Linked DNA regions of Rattus norvegicus: region 1 is linked to region 2. The links are chromatin contacts, called in public Hi-C maps. All regions are on one chromosome and are shown on one strand. The core of a region is the stretch at or near the end of the contact, and the rest is flanking DNA. Distances in the headings are between cores, read along the strand shown. Region 1 has its middle 61 kb from the start of Htr5a. Region 2 holds the start of Insig1 (insulin induced gene 1).

Region 1 (7,056 bases), core at 2,023-4,522, 69 kb after region 2:
TCAGCAGATCACAGAAGTAAACACCAGGTTATATCAGTTCTAGAGGTAAATATGGGTGAAATCTAAACACCAAGTCAATGTTGACTTGGCAGGACAATGCATGTGAGCCTGAGTACGTGCTCCCACACCTCCAAGTTGTCGGGGTCTCCATCGAGTGTGTCTGGCTGTTTCAGGGAGGCTCTGACTAACCTCGGTGTAGACTAGTTGGTGGTTTCTAGAAGGCATCCAGATGGGAGGGCTAAGGAAGAGCTCCCCCATCAATCAGAGAGGCCAGATACCTCAGATTGGCCCATGAGCTTGTCTGCAGGGGCCAATCTTGGTTACCTTCACTCATGTGGGAGGACCCAGCCTAAACTTGGAAGTACCATTCCTTGGGTTCGGGCCTTGGACTGTGTAAAAGAGGAAAAGCTCTCGTCTAAGGGAACAGCAGCATACATTCATTCATGGCCTCTGCTACTGACTGCGGCTGTGACCGGCTGTGACCGCTGTGACCGGCTGCCTCAATTCCTGCTACCTTGACCTTCCCACCTGACAGATCATGGAAATGTAAGCAGTGAGCAAGCCCCCTCTTCCTCTTTCGATCAGGGATTTTTACTACAGCACCAGAAATGCACCCTCCAACCCCCACGCCCTGTCCTTCAACCTAGACCCACAGGGCAGAGAAGGTAAACAGAGGCAGCTTCATTCCCTTGCCTTGGGGCTTCAGTGGATCAGATGAGGAGCCACATGTGAACTTGGCAGTTCACAGGCAACACTTCCGGAATCCATGTGACTAATGGCCTCTGGTACTGCACACAGTGGCTCAGGAGGAGAGAAACTCGGGCCTTTTTTGATTGACTATCTCAGGGTGGTCCTATTTGCTTGTCCACGAAGAGGGCAGTTTATCCTTGTGGTGGTTCGAATGCTTGGTGCCCAGTTGTTGCTGGTGTTGGGGAGGTTTAAAGGCTGTGGCCTTGCTGGAGGAAGCGTGTCGCTGGAAGCAGGCTTTGAGAGTGCATTTTGTTCTCTCTGCATTTGAAGGTATGAGCTCTTGGCTTGCTGTTGTGCCTCCCTGTCAGGTGGACTCTTATCCCTTTGGACCTGTAAGTCAAAATGAATACTTTCTTCCACAAGTTGCTTTTGCTCATAGGGTTCACATCACAGCAACAAAAAAGTGACTAACACCACCTCTGTGTTGTTCCAACATTGTCTAGTGCTGGTTCCAGCTGAGAACGAAGGGAAGCCATTAACCTCACATTACCTCCTGTTGTCTGTATCCATGACACTTCCCTGCAGAGTTCTGGGGTCCACTAGATGAAAGATGTCACTGACTGGATTGTGGAGCACAGAACACTCTGAGCTGCTGAGCACCACTGTATGGCCTGATCTCTGATCTTCTTATCTATGATAATGTCTATCTGGGAAGAATGCCACCCCGTTATGTAAGGCAAGTAGAGGACATCTATCACACACCTTCACAGTCATAGCTCAGAGTTGTACCCAGGAGGGTCCAATCGACGGCTGACTGGTTGAGATAGGGTTTTGCTAACTGGGCTCAAATGAGCATTCTTCCTCAGTTGCTCGGGTAGCTGGGGCTACAGGTGTGACCCTGGTGCCCAGTTCCTAGGCACTAATTTTGTTATTGTTGTTGTTGTTGGTTTTATTTGAGACAGGATCCTGATATGTAGACCAGGATGGTCTTGAACTCTCTGTGTAGTCCAGACCAGCTTGGTACTTTCAATCCTTTTGCCTCATCAGTTTCCCCCTCCCGTTGACTGAGAGGTTTATACCTGTTGGAGTGTGACTCTTTCCTTCAGGTATAACATGATGACCCTTGGAGTAGAGCTAATCTGGGTTCAGTAGCCATGGAAACTAAAGGATGGGACGGATACAGCCATAATTAGGTCTACAGGGTGGCCAGTTAGCACTCCATACTAAAAGAGGAGGAGCTTGCGGGATCCTCATCCCAGGATTCCTGCCATGATACCTTCCTGCCTTGCTGCAGGTGCAAGTGATCCTAGGAGATGCTGGAGTATATAGGACGTAGAAGGCTCACTGAACATGGGGCGCCATAATGCATCTTCTATGGGGTTGTCATCCACGATGGGGGACTTTGACACAACTGTTTGGGGACCTGCACACTGTAGCACCTCACCTGTGCTCCTTTAGGCAAGGGCGATGAGCTCCACCAAGTTGTCCTGGGGTGGACTCCTTCAGTGAATTAACGGGGTCTTGCCCAAGGTGAACAGATGTTTGTTTGGATCTCTGTAATGGTACAGTGCCCCTCTCTCAGCTACTGTGCTGGTCGTGGTGCAGCTGTATCGGCTCCTCTCAAATCCTTAATAGTGAAGGAAACTGCATCTATTTAGACGGTGACAGTGAGCTTTGTGGCCAGCTGTGGGCCACCAGGCACACCCCAGCCCCTGGGAGAGAACGGTGGGGAGGCTCACACTTGGCTCCTCCTACCTCCTCCTGGTAACCCTGAGTTCATTTCTATGCTATCAGGCTTTTCCTTCCTTCCTTCCTCCCTCCTTCCCTCCCTCCCTCCCTCCCTCCCTCCCTCCCTCCCTTCCTTCCGCCTCATGCAGTTTTCTAAGCTTTTCTTTTTTTGTGGACATGCATCATTGAAGCATCTGTTTTCATTTTCTGCTCGAAATTAGTACAGTTCTTATATAAAGGTTTGATGTAAAGCACTGCCTTACTTGTTTGTTCTGAAGCAAAATATGATAACCATGACCCCTGGGACATGGATTGCCCCAGATACCATGTTCCAGCAGAAGACTTATACTTCCAGAAGGAAGAAAGTCATAGCCAGACACATTCCCAATTTATCAGCAGGAATATCAGACAGGTGGGTGTACAGAAAAGCAGGGGAGATTCACTGTAGACTTCAGTACTGTCTGGTGACATTCTCAGCCTTTCGGTTGCTGGAAGCCAGTGGTTTGTTACTTTCCAAGAGGTTTCACCAGATGGTTACAAGGATATTAGGTCAGACACAGCCTGCTGCTGGCATGCAGAGAGGGCGTCCTGGACTCATCCAGTTCTCCAGGGACAAGGAGCAGCCTGGCAGGGCACTGTCGTGGCGGCTCCGAGGCAAGGATGATGGAGGCAGCGTGTTGGTGTGGAGTGTGTGCCACACATGTGTAGGTGGCCACGGAAAACATGCGTGGCTGTCAGATGTCCTGGGGCCTGAGTTACAGGAGGTTTTCAGCCATGGGACCTGAACTCAGCCTTCCGGAAGATCAGGAAGTGCTCTTAGCCACTGTCTGTATGGGATTTGTTTACCAGGCAGTGAAATAGTCAGATGAGTAATCAATCATATGATGCCATCACCAGTGAGTCTGCAGGTCAGGGGCCAATCTACCAAGATCTCCTGGAAATGAAGCAGCCACCTCGGAGGTACCACCTCCCTTCCCTGCCCCAGCCCCCGCCCCAACCCCCGCCCCAGGCAGACGCCATCCATTCTGCTGAGGGCATCTGCACGTTGGCATGTCAGGAGCAGATTCCAGCCAGCTGAAGGACCGACCCCCATTGGAAGAGCAAGTTGGCTGCCCTGGAACATCACAGCCCAATGCGCTCAACGATCAACATCAAGACGGCTAAGCGATTGCTCTTTTTGTGTCAGTCCTGATGCAAACCCTGCATTTAGAGCACAGCACAATTTACAGTTGGAATGTGTTACAATTAGGGTCCAATACTCACAGCCAGTGACTGGCAGTCCTACCAGAACAGTAAGACCAGATAAAGGAAAGGCAATTTACACCTTTGTCCATTTAAATTCATGAGACTTAGCATTAGACTCCCCAACTCCCTTTACTAGAACCCAGCCTTGTGAGAACCTGTGGCTCTCAGGGGTACTGGTGCCACCTAGTGACAACTCCTGGTAGTGTAGGGTCTTGCCTAGGTCGACCTTCCTGTGAACATTTCTCAGAGCATCCCCTGAAGTGGTAGGGAAGGGGCCTGAGGAAAAGGGCAATGAGAAGTCAGTTGTGTCTAGTGTTCATTTATCTCACCACGTACGCTCTATTAGCCAGGGATCTCCCTCTGTGAACCACTGGCTTAGAATAGTAACTTTGTTCTAAGGTCTTCCTGCGAGGCCAAGTCTCCACCAACCACAAGATGGCAGTTCCTCTGTCAGCTGGCAATTTGTCCTGGTGGCTTAACAGTCACCTTCTGCAGCTCTGCAGCTGAAGTTCCAGATCGAGATGTGGGCAGGACTGGCTTTTCCTGAAGGTATGGGGTTGTGGACAGCTCTTTTTATTACAGGCCACAGCCTTGGGGGACGAGGCTCCTTTCCGCACAGACGCACATGGGCTGCTGACTATTGAGCCACGTAGGCCTGGGTTTGGGAGTCTGCAGTTAGCAGGTGGGACCTACTTGCTTGTTGGAGGGACAGACTGACCAATGCTGCATGACACTTTTCAAGGGCTGAAGAAGGGTCAGGGAAGTCCCAGCATTATGGTGTCTTCAAGTGGGCTTTCAGAGACAGTAGGATCCTTGTGACCTAGATGGCTGAGGCCAGGGCACCTTGCCAGCCATGAACCAGCAGACACAGGGTGTCTAGTAAGTACTGGAGTAGGGGGAGCACAGGACGGCACCATGGTTCAGAGGCCCAGCTCTTCCCTCTAGACTCTTGCCCTGGGCTGGCTGCCGTTCTGCGGCTTACATCCTAGCTGAGCATTGCACTCTGATCTTTACAAACTCTATGCATAAAAGAACTGACTGGAAATCTGTCACAGGCAGAAGCGAAGTGAGACAGAACTTGATTTTCCTTAAGTATAATTTTAATAAAGTATTTTTCATATAGTATATTCTGATTATGATTCCCCTCACTCAGGTCCTCCCAGATCCCCTCTGATTCCCCACCCACCCAAATCTATATCCCTTTTCTCTCATTAGAATATAAATAGACATCTACAAGGTAATATAGAATAAGATAAATAAAAGCAAGCATGCATGAATAGGTTGAATCAAACAAATACCAAAAGAGCAAACAAAAAAGTACCAGAAATACATATAGATACAGAGACACACACATTCACACACACAGAAGTCCCATAAAACACAACATCAGAAACCAATATACATATACATTTGCATACACACATATTTGCACATATTTGCCTACACATATTTGTATACACATATACATTTGCATATATATGCAAAAGACCTGTAGGGGGAAGGGAGGAAGAAGGGGAGGAGAGAAGGAATAATAATAATAATAATAATAATAATAATAATAATAATTGATTAATAATAATGATAATAATTAATGATGAAGGCTGCTCAAAGAATTATGAGATAAGGGCTGAAGAGATGACTCAGCCATTAAAGGCTAGTCTCACAACCAAAGAAATAAGAGACAAAGAACCTTCAAAACTGCCTCTGGTGTGTGTGTGTGTGTGTGTGTGTGTGTGTGTGTGTGTGTGTGTACGTTGCCTACTTCTGGGCATTGGACCTAGCCTTAAGAGTGTTTGTATACTCAGTGAGAGTCTGCTGGAGAAAACTAACTCTTCCTTTGGTTATTGATTGGAGAGAGTAAGGGATGGAGGCTTGTGCTCACTTCCCCTCTCAGTGCTGCTCCCCCCCCCCCGCCTCTCCCCCCACATCCCTCCCACCTCCCCCCACCCCCCGCATAGGTTAAACCGCACACTGCCAGTCTCCGTGAATTCATGTGAGTCAGTCCTGCTGTGTGTTTAGAGACCTTGTTTCTTTGGTGTTTTCCACCCCTTCTGTTCTTACATTCTTCCCACCTCCTCTTCCCCAGGATTCCCTGAACTCGGGGGTGGGGGAGGGATTTGATGGCAACATCCCATTTAGGACCGAGTGCTCCAAGAGCTCTCCCCCTCTCTCCACTTAGTTCTCTTGTGGACTCTGTATTTGTTCCCATCTGCTACAGGAGGAAGCGTCTCTGATGATGGCTGGGCAAGGCATTGATGGATGAGTAGAGCAGAACGTTGTTAGGAGTGGGTTCCTTTAGAATAGTACTAAGCGGGTTTTCCCTGTGTCTCTGTCTGATCTAATCTCTGGTCTGGGCCTTCAATCCAATCAGACAACGGTCGGTCGGTTACTCCTGCGAGCTCTGTGCCGCTGTGCACAGTGTGTCTCGCAGGCAGGGCACACCTGTAGCTCAGAGTGTTTGTAGCTGGCTTTGTGCTTACTTTTCTTCTCTCACTTGGTACTACAGTTACACAGTGGAGCATTATTCAGCTGTTTAAAAACAATGTCATGAAATTCACAGGTAGATGTATAGAACTAGGAAAAAAATCCCGACTGAGGTAACCCAGGCCCAGAAAGACAAATATGGTGTATATTCACTTCTCTGTGGATGCTAGCTGTGAAGTCATTGATAGCCAAGCCACAATGCACAGACCCACAGAGGTCAGGTACAGATAGATCTTTTTAGGAAAGGGACATAAAATGGATATTATGGAGGGGTGAGGACCTTCTGGGGAAGCGATGGGGGAAGGGGATGAAGGGAAGCACACAGGGGAGAGACATACATTAAGGGCCATACCTGATACCCAAACAAAATGGATATACATGAGAGTGATCGAAATGAAATCCGATGTGTTCCAAGGCCTCTAAACACATAGTGAGGAGACGGAGTCCCAACCAGACATCTCTTGTCACCAAATGAAGCTTCCAGTACTGGGATTGGGTTACAGCTAACGGAGTTGTTAGCAAAAGGGTCCATGGAAATCCCCCAACAACCGAGACTGCTGATAAGACACACACTGACAGGAAGGCCCCATTGCTGAAGACAAAGCTACACAACTCACTGAACATGGAGAAGTCAAGGTGGTGCCTACACAGAGCCTTCACCCTTGTGCCCTGGTGTCTTCGGCACAGGATGGTACTCTGCACATTACTAAATGAGAAACACAAATACCAAGTCATCCCCTTTGATCTACAACGGTGTTCTCTCTGAAATAGCAATGGCGCCACAAAGCTCACAGGAGTGCCCAACTGATATCTGATGGAGTTAAGGCTACTCCAGTGAATAGAACCCATACCGGACACTGCTTGGGTGTCCAAGAACCAGAGACTAGACAACCCAGGGATCTAGGGTAA
Region 2 (6,731 bases), core at 909-3,408:
TACAATAAGCCGACAACAGCTATTAAAGAAAAACAAAACAGGATTAGGACACATTAGTGAAAATCAGTCCTTGTGTGGTCATTATTAGCCGATCCAAACTGCTCATTTTCCTAGGCAGTTTGTCACCTGTAGCACAAAGCACTACTGTGTATATACATAAGAAAAGGCTGGGAAGGCCACCCCACTCTGCTTTCTCTTGGCCTTGACCTGGCCCCAGTGAAGACAAGTCTCACACCGTGAGGAGGGCAGGGCCCCAAGAAGGGAGAGCTCTGCTGTCAGTCCCAGGCTGCCCTTGAGTGGACAAGCCTCCTCGAATTTATTTCCTCATGTGTGAAATGAGGATTATGTAAGTAAAGAAGGGCAGAGAAGGTTCTGTGGTTCTCAGAGTTAGAACTGTCACAAACCTAGATTGGACTCGTAAGCATTTAGACAGCAGCATTTAGACAGTTGGGCATTCCAGAAAAGACCAGGAGACTAACACACAAGAAGGAAGGGACTGTAGCTAGTACAAGTGGGAGAGGTCCCGTGGACACAAGGCCTATGTGAGTTGCAGCTAAGCTCAAGACCTCAGAATGAGGTTACCATTCTGCCTTGTGTGGTATGAGAGGCATTTACCCTCTCATGGTAGAGCTTACCAGTTCAGCCTCACGTTTCACATACTCCTGGAATTCCTTCAAACTTTCATCACAAACGTGATGCTTCATGTTGAAGATAAACTTTCAAATTCAAAGAACCAAATCTTATGTCCTATGAAAAGCAGAATTCAAATCTCCACCTATTCCCCAAAGAACCATTAAATGCTGGGGATAATAGTTTGGTGGCAGATGACTTGCCTAACATGTAGGGGCTACCCCCATTCCAAAACAGCAGCCTTGGGAATCAACAGCAAGTGTCCTGCTCCTTACACTTAACCCATGACTCAGCTACAGCACAGCACCAAGCCCAGCGTATAAAGCATCGGCAGACAGTCAATAAAAGCTGGCTTCAAAGCAGAGCGGCAGCGCTCCTGCTGTCCTGTGGCTACAGGTACAGGTGTGTCTCACCAGACTGGAGGAAGGTCCACCAGAGAGCATATACTGCCCACCTCCACAGGACAAAAACAAGCGGGGCTGAGGGGGGTGACAAATGTTTGTCACTGCTGTACACTGTAAGGTATGCAGGGATCTGTTGGGCTGTAATTACTCAACATTTTTGGCAAAACCAGCAAAATAATTAAGGAAAGAAAAAAGATGTCTGAGGCACTGTCACAAGTTTCATTAGGCCTGAGAAGTGACACCATAGGTGTCTTTAGGCCCAAAGGCTCCTCTCTTCCTCCTGTCCCAAGTCTACTGGGCCACAGAGTTCCAAAGGGTTTTTGGCTGCCAGCCACAAAGCACTATCTGCAGAAGGCAGGCCGGAGAAGTCTGTCCCCTGGCAACTGCCTCTTGAGCGCACGTGATGGTTTGTTTTCAGTTATCCAGCGAGGTAGCACGTTTGCTCAGGCAGCCAATGGCCGCGTGGTGCTGCCCTCACCAGTTCTCCAGACGGCCAATCCTGGCTTCTGGCTCAGCAAGACATCTGCGACTCCTCCACTTAAACTGCCAATTATCTCCTGACCTCATCTCCATCACTAGTCCCTCCAACTTCCGCCTGTCGCTCGCCAGCGTCTGGGGTTCCCTACCTTCTCCGTCCTCCCTTTTTTGTACCGAGGGTGACTTAACAGCTGACGTGTCCCTTCACTGCCCCCTCTCCAAGAACAAGGAAGGACACTCACCGGCTGCCGTGCCACAGCACGGGGGCACCCACCAGGCGGAGGAGAAGATGGTGGCTATCACCTCGTCCGGGAAGAGCGTGACATTCCGCTGGATCTGCAGCAGGTTGAGCACCAGAGCCAGGACCACGCCAAATGAGAAGAGCACGAGGCTCCGCTGCACCAGGTCGTGGTGCCAGCTGCCGGGTCGTGCGCTGAAGCCTGCGGTTCCCTCTCGCTGGCCCCGGGGCGCGGGCTCGGGCTCGGGGGCTCCGGGGCCCTGCGGACAGAGGGCCGCCGCAATCATGCCTCGCGGGAGGCTGTACGGCCTCGCAGCGCCCGCGCTTGGGTAGCTCCAGACGTGATCGTGCAGCCTGGGCATCGGCGGCTAGGCACACCGTGAGAGGTGCACGCCACCAAAGCACGCGTAGCGCGCCCGGACGGCCCAGGAGCGGCCGCGGCCCCGCGCGGGTTCCGCTTATAAGGTGGGTTGTCGCCGGTGCCACGTGATCTCACCCAGCCTATCCGCCTCCCGCGCGCCCTGCTGAGGGCGTATCTTCCAACGGCCCCGCCTTGTCCGCGCGCCAGTCCGCTCGTGGTCTGGTGAGGCCGCGGGAGCCAATGGGAGGAGGGCGGCCCATATGACGTATGCACACGCCACCGGGGGGTGGGGCTGTGCCCGGCACGCGCTGAAGCGCGCGCTATACGGGGAGGCACCGGGGCGGGCACCAGGACGGGTGGCTCGCGAGTCAGATGGTACGACGCTGCCCTACCCAGCCCTGCCCTGCAATGCGCTGCCGGACCTCGGTTTCTGAGATAAAGCGGTCCGCGCAGATCCTTTCCTTCATGGTCCTGGCGCACACTGAGAGCGTAAACCCTCCTGAGTGCTCAAAAGACGTGGGATCCCTTGGACTGGTGGCTAGTGGCAGGTGGTCTGCAAGTTCACAGTTCAGTCCAGGGCTCCCCCTAGCCAAGACCTTATGGGCTAAAGCCACAGGCCTGAAAAGGCACCGTGTGTGTGACCTTAGGTAAGGAGTGTGGCTCTGTGCCAAAAGTGTAAAATAAAGTCACCCTCCTAAGCAGGCTGTACTCAGAGTTCATGGGGGCTGTCACTTTCCCAGCGTGACACGGTTGTGGGGACCCGGCTGTCTTTCCCTCACAATCTGTCCACTCCTCTCTTAGCCATGTTGGTGGTTCTATGCATTGTTTGGAAGGGCTTGCAGTTTTGGCTTCAAGGAAATGTTGTGATTTGGGTCTTGGCCATTTTCCACACTCTGGCCAGTTCAGGCATGTGAAGTTGCATGGACACACACACACACACACACACACACACACACACACACACACGGGTGGTGGGCATCAGTACTGTATGCTGTATTCCAGCGACACAGGAGCCTTTTTGACACTAAGAAGCAGGAGGGGCTGCCCAGTTCCAGCTGACAGGAAGTTGTTAGAGGCCCGTGAGTCGGGTGTGGGGTGTAGCAGGTGCTGTCGCTACCACCCCTCATCAGCTGCAAGTACTCTAGCCAGATGTTGAGAAAGCGACACCTGTGTAAATACACGCAACTTTGCCCCTAAGGAACAGACACATCACTCACAGGAAACTTGGCCCTAAGGAACAGACATGCCAGTCACTTGTAGGAAGCTGGCATGATGGGACAGGCTGTAGCTCCGACCCTACACCCACGCCCCAACGCCATGCATCTTGTTTGTGAGTACTGAGATGTAATCCGGTCCATTTTTCAAAAGCCGTTTTGCTTGTCTTTACAGACCCTCCCACGTTTTTTCCCCCTGTTATAGTTCTTGCTGGCAGGCTTAGAGGTTCTAATAATACTTTATGTATTCTGTGTTTGCTTGCCTCTGACAATTGCTCTGTTACCAACTTGGTCGTTTCTTCTGTTTACCCAAGCCAGTATTAATGCAGTCTAACCTCTGCTGCTGCTTGGCCATCTCATCTGCACTGGAACAAAGCAAGCTGTGGTCCTAAGCCATGGTGGCTGTTGTGGTACACAGACCAACGTGCTCTGCTGACCATAAAGGATATACCCTGTGGTCCGTTTCTCTGGGGTCCTATGGGGCCTGCTGTGGGCTCATGAGCAGTTTACCCTCACATCCAGTGAATGAAGTTACATAGGGTGACAGTAGAGAGGAGATGGGACTAAGGCTCTTGGAGATGCATCCTGCCTATCAAGGGTGTCCTCAGTTGTTCCAGGGCCTGCTAGTTTTCCTATGCATACTGGAAATGGAAGATCAGGGGTCCCCATCCCTGGGCCTGAGGATGAGTGGGGTTGCTAGGGAGATGTGTTTGAGGTGGAGCTCCTCCACTGTACCACTTCCTGTTAATCATTACAGCTTTGCTGAAGCAAGTGCTTCCAACTACTGAGGGCTTACCTGGGAGCACACAGGCACCCATTGCTTTTTATCTAGAGCCCTACCATTCTTTCTGGGATAATATCAATAATCATTTGTGACTTGCATTCTTAAAATGGACTAGATAAGGAAACAGATTGGCCATTTTAATGTAACCTCACCCCTTGTTCACTGTAGACTGTTCAGAAAATAGAGCGCTATTTGGGGCAAGGTAATGACTCAGTCAGTAAAGTGCTGAGCAGGAATAAGGAGGAGAGTTTGATCCCCCAGAACCTATATAAAGATCCACATAGACAGCAGTGCATGTCGTCCCAGCACTAGGGAGGAACCATGGAGCATGGTGGCTGGATGGTATAGCCCAAAAGTGAACTCTGAGTTCAGAGGAGAGACCTTGGCTCAAAAAAAGTGGAGAGCAACTGAAGATGACTTCTGATGTCTACCTCTGACCTCCATGTACATGCACCCAGATACACGTGGACACACACACACACACACATACACGCGTGCGCGCACACACGCACACACACACATACATACACGCACACACACACGCACACGCTGTTAAGACACCGAAAGTATGAATTTCTAAATATGTTTCTACTCGGGAATGTATGGGCTTTTTTTAGTTTTTATTTTTGAAGATTTATAATTTTTAATGTGTGTGTGAATATATGTGTGTGTTTCACATGCGTGTAGGAGACCAGAAGGAGGCATAGGTCTCCTGGAATTGGACTTACAAATGGTTATAAGCCACCATGTGGGTGCGGGAGCCAAATCTGGGTACTATGGGAGAACAACAGGTTTTCCTAACTACCTTTCGTCACCCCGTTTCTGGCTTATAGGCATTTATTTGTTTGTTATGTGTGATTGGAGGTCAGAGGAGGTTGTGGGGCCGCTTTTCTCCTTCCATGTAGGTCCCAGGTATTGGGGTGCTGGCTTTCACTCACTGAGCCATCCTGCTAGTCCCCATACTGCGTGCGTTCTGGAGTCACATTTGATAACAGTAGAACCTGTTTCCGGATAACCACGAAATTCTTCTGAGTTGAACTCCATTTACATACTATACAGCTCTCTCTGTCAAGTAGTTGTGCACGTATTCAGAATGTGTGCAGCGTTGCTCAGGGTTACGGCTACCCCTTCAGCCTTTCCCAGCCTCAGGCCACCATGAAGCTGTCTGCCTTTGTGAGCTTCCGGTTCTTGAGCATTCCTGTAAACAGAATCATTCAGTGTGTGGTCTTTGATGGTTCTTTCAGCAATAATGCTTTGTTTCTCTTTATGGCTGACTAGTATTCCATTGTGTAGTGTACTGTATTTTGTCTGCCCCTTCACTGGCTGATGGACATTTGAGTTGTGTCTGCTTTTTGGTGATTATGAATACTGCTGCAGTAAAGACGTGTGCATAACTCTGTGTGTGCATTTCCTCTTCTCTTGGATGGAATGGCAGGAGTAGACTCACAAGGTCTCAGAGGGACCTCCACACTGTTCTGCAGCCCCGCTGGCACATTATGAGGGTCCCCGGGAGGTAATGGGCAGCTGGGAGGGAAAGTCACAGGATTGTCACAGCACAGACCCCTCTTGGTTGTGAAGAGGTGAGAGGGAAGAGAGAGGAAGTCCAGTAGCTGTGGGGCTTGAGCAGATTGACTCTGGCCACTAAGTCTGCTGGGGACAGACAGGAGCCAAGGGACAAGGCTTTTTCTCAGGGAGTGTTATGTAGCTATGCCCTGAAAATGGGAAACTCTGCCTTGTGGGTGGGTAGGGAGGCAGGGGTGGGACCACAAGTCTCAGAAAGCTGGAGAGGCTTAGGAATTCATGGAGCCCATGTGGAGATCTAAGATACAAGCAGTTTCTGGGGAGGGAGAGAGATGTCTGCAAAGCATGCGCAGAGCTCAAGAGGTGCAGATTCTGTGCGTCTTTAATCATGCTGGAGTAGGCCATAAGAACTAAAGACATGTGTGTGCGCGCGTGTGTGTGTGCATGTGTGTGTGTGTGCGTGTGTGTACACGTGTGCTCACTCCACAGCATCTGGAAGTCAGAGGACAACTTCTGGGAGTGGGTTCTCTCTATAATGTGGATCCCAGGGATTGAGTTTAAATTGTCAGGTTTGGTGGTGGGCAGTCGCCTTACCCACTGAGCCATCTTTGCAGCCTGGAGTGGGTGCTTTGGTGACAACTTTATGTCATCCACACTCCTATAATTAACCCGAATAGATAGATTCACTGGTGCTCTAATCTAGACTCAGTGGGATAGTTTCTTTGGTCTGTAGTCACTGCCCTACTTGGGATGAGTGAACATTTATTCACACTTCTCCAGGAAAAAAACCACAGCACAGGGAGGAAGTGCTGATGGTGGGGGATGGCAGACTGGGGATTTGAGGTTGCAGAGGTTGGGAAGGTTGGGCGGGGAGCTGATTTCTTAGGGTGGAGGGCTTTAGGAGAACTGTGACTGCAATGTCACTTGCAAGGTGTGGTAACTCTGTGTCACTCTCTAGGTCAGCAGACAGCCTCCTGGGTTTTTGCTGGTAGAGGAAAAGCAGGACCGTGGAAGCAGGGAGGTAGGATTGGGGCCTGGTAATTAATAGGGTCACATCCGGCCCCAAGCCCTGTGAGGTGGAGGAGAAGCAGACAGCAGGTGG

Evidence for each region. A called contact is a pair of places that touch in the nucleus more often than the background predicts.
Region 1: a Hi-C map of liver shows a contact between it and region 2, with 5 times the contacts expected there. The contact joins the enhancer-like site here to the promoter of Insig1 in region 2. A contact is called at or near these places in 4 of 12 Hi-C or Micro-C datasets (the A7r5 cell line, hepatocytes, kidney and 1 more) and 1 of 1 datasets of contacts at active chromatin or transcription factors (oligodendrocytes).

The regions. Positions count from the first base shown.
Region 1 is chr4:8,123,684-8,130,739 of GRCr8, forward strand. No RefSeq gene overlaps it. Among named protein-coding and RNA genes, the nearest start is that of Htr5a, 61 kb to the right of the region's middle. Within about 2 kb of position 3,273, at least 7 of the 93 cell types and tissues checked have an H3K27ac peak or open chromatin away from gene starts, as enhancers often do. A contact at or near this core is called in hepatocytes and liver, where this site is marked.
Region 2 is chr4:8,055,611-8,062,341 of GRCr8, forward strand. Insig1 (insulin induced gene 1) reads right to left here and starts at 2,159. Exons shown (of 5, transcript NM_022392.2): 1 at 1,754-2,159; 2 at 1-19. The coding sequence starts at 2,111. LOC102546740 (a long non-coding RNA gene) reads left to right here and starts at 2,080. Exons shown (of 4, transcript XR_010066047.1): 1 at 2,080-2,214.